2 separate regions of the Rattus norvegicus genome follow, and region 1 is linked to region 2. Evidence: chromatin contacts called from public Hi-C data. All regions are on one chromosome and are shown on one strand. The core of a region is the stretch at or near the end of the contact, and the rest is flanking DNA. Distances in the headings are between cores, read along the strand shown.

Region 1 (2,700 bases), core at 199-2,698, 190 kb after region 2:
TCTGTCACTATCTTTCTGTCTCTGCCTCTTTCTGTGTTTCTGTGTCTCTCTTCTCTCTTTTTCTGTCTCTATTTTTCTCTGTGTCTGTCTCTGTGTCTCTGTGTCTCTGTTTCTCTTTCTCCTCTCTCTGTCTCTCTCTCTCTGTCTCCATCTCTCTGTGTGTTTCTGTCTTGGTTCCCCCCACCCCCCTTGCATTCCTTGAGATTTACTCTGAGTTTCCAGGCCAGTTATTCCTTCTGTTCTATTATTTATCAGTGTTTGGTGCTATTAACACCCCTGCAGGGAGCTCAGCTCAGCTACACCCCACTCTCTTGCATATGCCTATTTTCCTTTCCCTCAGTTCAGAATATTTATAATTTCAATATGAATTTTTTATTATATCCAAGATACTTTTTAAAAAAGTCTTCAGATGTTTTTAAGGTTACTTCTTAACACACATAACCATAGACCTATTTTCTCCACCCGAATGTGATCTTACTTGAAAATTATTGTGGGAATTTCACAGGACTGCTGTGTGGGGAGGTAGAGCGTGCCGAGCTAGCCAGAACTGGTTATTGATACTGTTCTATGCCCCTTTTTTTGTATGTTACTTTTCTTCCCCACGCCTCTTTTGTATGCTCCTTTAGTTCACCATTCTACCAAGAAGTAAGAAAGGCCATTACTCTCCAAATGAGCATTTATTTGGATGTGTTTATTTCATTTTGAAATGTACTGGTTTTGCTTTAAAAAAATCACCTGCTATCTTTTGTTTAATATCATTTAACTTTTAGCTCATTTGTACCTTTATACTTAAAATAATTTGATATAAGTGACATATAATTTCTTATTCAATCCCATAAGCTCTATTTTTCAGTATTTAGACCATTAGTATTTAATGTTTAAGCAATCAGGTGTAAACAATCTATTTGTTTTCTGCTTGCTACATCTTCACTTTCTTCCTTGTTTTCTGCTTGCTACAACTTTACTTCACCTTTATTCTTGTTATTTTTCTTCAGTCCTGTTGCATCTCTGCAGCTAGATGACTAACTGGCTACCATGCTACTTTGCGAGCTGCCATGTAGAAGTTCTGGGAACAATCTCAGGTCATGCTACTTCAGCAGATACTTTAGAGTTCATAGCTCTCCATTTTTCACTCACTGTATTTCCCCTTCAAGGCATACTCCACCATTTCCTATATGCTGAGCAATAGTAAACTTTTATTCCCCTGCCCCCAACCCCACCCCAGTCATCAGGCTACCAATTCAGTTAACCAATGTTTACAGTGCCATAAAACATTATGGATATTTTTGTTTTAAATACTTAAATGAAAATTCTGATGAAAATGAGAAAAGACTTTTTAATTCTTGGAGTTACAAAGTATACACCACTCTGCTTTTCTTCACATCTGTTAGGGTTTCCACTGGACAGCCTGCTTCTTCTGCCCGAACTTTGTGCTTTGGTAACTTGATCTCTTTGCTAACAGTTCATTTCAGGTTAGGGTTAATCTTTCCTTGCCACTAAGCCATGTCATTTCTAGCATTCTGACCTTTGCTTTGTAAGTTGTAGAGTTTATAACCTGGCTATTTGTTTAACAATGTTAGCCTCTCATAATGGTCTGGATGTGCCTTGCAAAGTTCATATGCAAGTAATTTGAGTTTATTTGGGGGGGGGGATAGGGGTGGGTAGGTACTGGTTCTAATGCTTTGAATTAATTGGGAATCTGTGTGTCCAAATCTCAAAGGTCCTTGTCCCCAGTTGGTTTTTGATCAATCAATAAAGAGCCAACAATCAATGTCTGGGTGGAAAGGGAAAGAGAGAGAGAGAGAGAGAGAGAGAGAGAGAGAGAGAGAGAGAGAGAGAGAGAGAGTTTTTAGATTGTACAGGCTAGGAACTGGGAGAAAGGAAGAGAAAGAAAGAGAGAATCACTATGATGGGGAGTAGGGTTGGGGGGGATGGACATAAGAGCAACAGAAGAGAAAGGCAATCAGTCATGTAAGAATTCGGGTAAGTGACCACTTCCTGGATTGGGCCTGGGGTAGCAGGGGAACATTTAGGAGGGCCCAGTCTTTGAGCTAGAAACAGCATGCCAAATTAACACAAATTAACTGGGGGGTGTGTGTGTGTGTGTGTGTGTGTGTGTGTGTGTGTGTGTGTGTGTCATTCAGGAACCCAGATTGCTCCTGGGCAGGTGCATGCATATGACCCAGGTGCCAAAGCAGTGTAGCCCAAACTTGCTGCATTTTGTAAAGGTAAACTTGTGAGAGGTGGTTGGGTCATGAGGCTTTGAGTCAATAGATTGATATTGTAATGTATGTCAGGTCTTTGTCAGAGAATGGATTTGTTACAAAAGTGAGTTTGATCCTTATTGCTGCCCTGTGCTCTATTGCCTCCCTCCCTTCTCCCACAGAAGCCCTTGTTAGATAGTGGCTACTTGATTTTGGACACCCCAGCCTTTCAGACCTCGAAAGAAGTGAATGTGTACCTTTATATTACCTAGTCTTGGGTGTTTCACTACTGAAGAACAAAACAGAGTAAGTGTTGTTCTTTCTAAGTAGTTTAAGTGGCTCTTTCTTTAGCCTGAAGTAATTTTTACACATGAAGTAATTTATACCCTGTGGATAAGTGTTTAGCTGGATATTCCAAGAGGAAAGCTCATGTCTCTTCTCTTCTCATCCTGCCCTGCAAATGCTGGACTGTGGAACTTCATCTTCAACTCGGGCT
Region 2 (2,700 bases), core at 192-2,691:
ATTTGGCTTTCATTCCATGTCCTATGTGTCCCTGGGGGCCCATGGAATAAAGCCACAGATTCAGGAAGTAGTCCTTCAGAGTCTGAAAGATAGGTCTGCGCTCACATACATAAGGCCCACTGATTTCTTTCTTTCTTTTTTAAGATTAAAATTAATAGTATAAAGTAGAAAAGAAATCATGGAATCATCTTGAATATGGTAGTTTTCTTTTTATGATATATTCAAATCACCTTTATTTGGTTTTGCAACATTATATTATTTGAATATATTGTTTCCCCCAAAAACACAATATCAAAAAGGTTTTGTTGAGATATTTATATTTTACCTTTCTCAGGTGCTCTTGCTGGTTAGCTACACGAGCACAACAATTTTCATGATTATTACCTTACCGGTAAAGACTAACTTTTATCTGCCATCAGGTGGTTTGCTGTGAACTTCTGAATGCTCAAGGTAACCCCCACCTTTGAGGAGATCGGTAGGTAGTTCCTGCAGTCATCAGAAGGACATTCTAATTCTTTTTTTTTTAACTTGAGTATTTCTTATATACATTTCAAGTGTTATTCCCTTTCCCGGTTTCCGGGCAAACATCCCCCTCCCCCCTCCCCTTCCTTATGGGAGTCCCCCTCCCAACCCTCCCCCCATTGCCGCCCTCCCCCCATAGTCTAGTTCACTGGGGGTTCAGTCTTAGCAGGACCCAGGGCTTCCCCTTCCACTGGTGCTCTTACTAGGATATTCATTGCTACCTATGGGGTCAGAGTCCAGGGTCAGTCCATGTATAGTATTTAGGTAGTGGCTTAGTCCCTGGAAGCTCTGGTTGCTTGACATTGTTGTACTTTTGGGACATTCTAATTCTTAATGGACCCTTTCAAATGTCTGTCACTAACTAATCCCCATGACCTATGTACCTGTCTCTAACCATCCCTGCACTGAGCCTTGGATGACTGGCGCCTGAGCCGGACTACTCTGTCTTGAAAAGCTGAGGTGAGGACTACTTCCCCATGAACTGTAAGACAAAGAGTTGATAGTTTGGGCCAACACGAAAGCCTCTGGGAACTGACCAACCACTTTTTTTCTTGTCAATCAAAAGTGGCTGGGCAGAAGGGAAAGTTCAGGTACAAAGTCAAAGAGATCCAGCTTGTGGAGCTGAAAGTGTCAAAGGTCAAAGTGCCAGCTATGGAATGTGGCCTGGACTGTTCCCTCCCCCCACAGCCTACCCCGCCACCACCTGAGTACATAACTGGATCAGTTACCTAGCTATTGAGTGCGTGGAACCCTCTACTTGGTGGACAGTTCTTATATTAGAGTCCAGCGACGCCATTTTCTTCATGTAGAATTGCTATGTCCATTACTTTAGGTTGGCACCCTATGTACAAAAGTAAAGTTTAACTCAAACGTTATATTCTTTGTCAAATTTTCAAGAGTGCCTTGCACACATTAGCAGGTTCAGTGGTACCTGTTAATCATTAGCACTGTTCGGCATCAGAACAGAAGGTAAATACAACGTCCCAGGAGATATTTGAGCAAATTCTCATTAACGAGTTTGTACTGCAAATTAGAAAAAAAGTTTAATAAAACATCTGTTAGTGAGCCATAGCAGGGGAAAAATGAACTTGAATACGTCCAGAATTGCTTCCAAAGAAATGCAGGCTCTGTGTTCCAAAGGTTAAAGTATATAGCATTTATGACATGGAAACTGTATTTTTAGAGAGAGTCGACTTAGTTGAAGATTCTTGAAAATGAAATTCAGGCAGTGCTCTGCTTAATGGAGAGCCTTTTCTTAATTTTCTATGGATTTTAAAAATTATATAATTGCAAATGTTCATTAGGATATAATTAAATAGCTCTGTTTCCCTAGTTACTAATATGTGCCAGGGTGCTGCAATTACCCAAGTAATTATGAAAGGAAAATATATGACTTGGCAAGCTTAGGAGAATTACTCTAGATACAGAGAGGCTCCGCTTTGGAGAAAAGACATTAAAATACAGCAGAGGGAAAAAAGACAAAAAAAATAACATAATCGGATGGGAATATTATATAATGGCTCGTGGTACATAGAAATGCCCACTCTTGATTTTTATGGGTGTATAGAAGAATACAATGATATTTGCTCAGCATCCGCAGAGGTCCAAGTCTGAAGATGTCCAATGCCCTTGGCTTCTTTATTGTACCTCTGATTTAGGCTAGTTCATGGCTTGGCCTCAAGTTTACTTATGGCGACTAATGTGATCTTTACATTATATTTTATTTTATGATATACTTAACAATAAGTGGAGCATAATTAAAACTGTGTGAGATCGAGGGAAAATGCCCAGAAACTAAATACCTTTTAAAAAAATGTGTTCTTTGCATTTAATAGCATCTGAACTATTTAAACAGCTTAAATTAAATTAAAGTTAATAGAGTTTAATTAAAGTTATAGTCAAAGGAGAAATATCCTCTCATAAAAAAAGAGAGTGTTGTGCTGGGTCGTGGGCATGTTTTCTTACCCGCTTTTGGTTTATACAGTGTTACATACATCCAGCCAACCACGAGTACTGTGTGGAAAAGAATCTTCCACTGCCACAGGTAAAATTTCCTGTTCATGAAAAACCTCAAAGATAGCCTGATCTGCCCAACCAAAACCGGGTTGTTTCATGGCCAAGAGTGGGAAAGCAGAATTCTCACATCAGCGATAAACGCTTGGGAAGAATTCACAGGGA

The links. Hi-C and Micro-C count contacts between places; a contact is called where the count stands out from the background.
Region 1: a Hi-C map of liver shows a contact between it and region 2, with 5 times the contacts expected there. The contact joins two enhancer-like sites. A contact is called at or near these places in 2 of 12 Hi-C or Micro-C datasets (kidney and liver).

The regions. Positions count from the first base shown.
Region 1 is chr7:63,776,358-63,779,057 of GRCr8, forward strand. No RefSeq gene overlaps it. Among named protein-coding and RNA genes, the nearest start is that of Lrig3, 76 kb to the left of the region's middle. Within about 2 kb of position 1,449, at least 2 of the 93 cell types and tissues checked have an H3K27ac peak or open chromatin away from gene starts, as enhancers often do. A contact at or near this core is called in liver, where this site is marked.
Region 2 is chr7:63,581,835-63,584,534 of GRCr8, forward strand. No RefSeq gene overlaps it. Among named protein-coding and RNA genes, the nearest start is that of Lrig3, 120 kb to the right of the region's middle. Within about 2 kb of position 1,442, at least 5 of the 93 cell types and tissues checked have an H3K27ac peak or open chromatin away from gene starts, as enhancers often do. A contact at or near this core is called in liver, where this site is marked.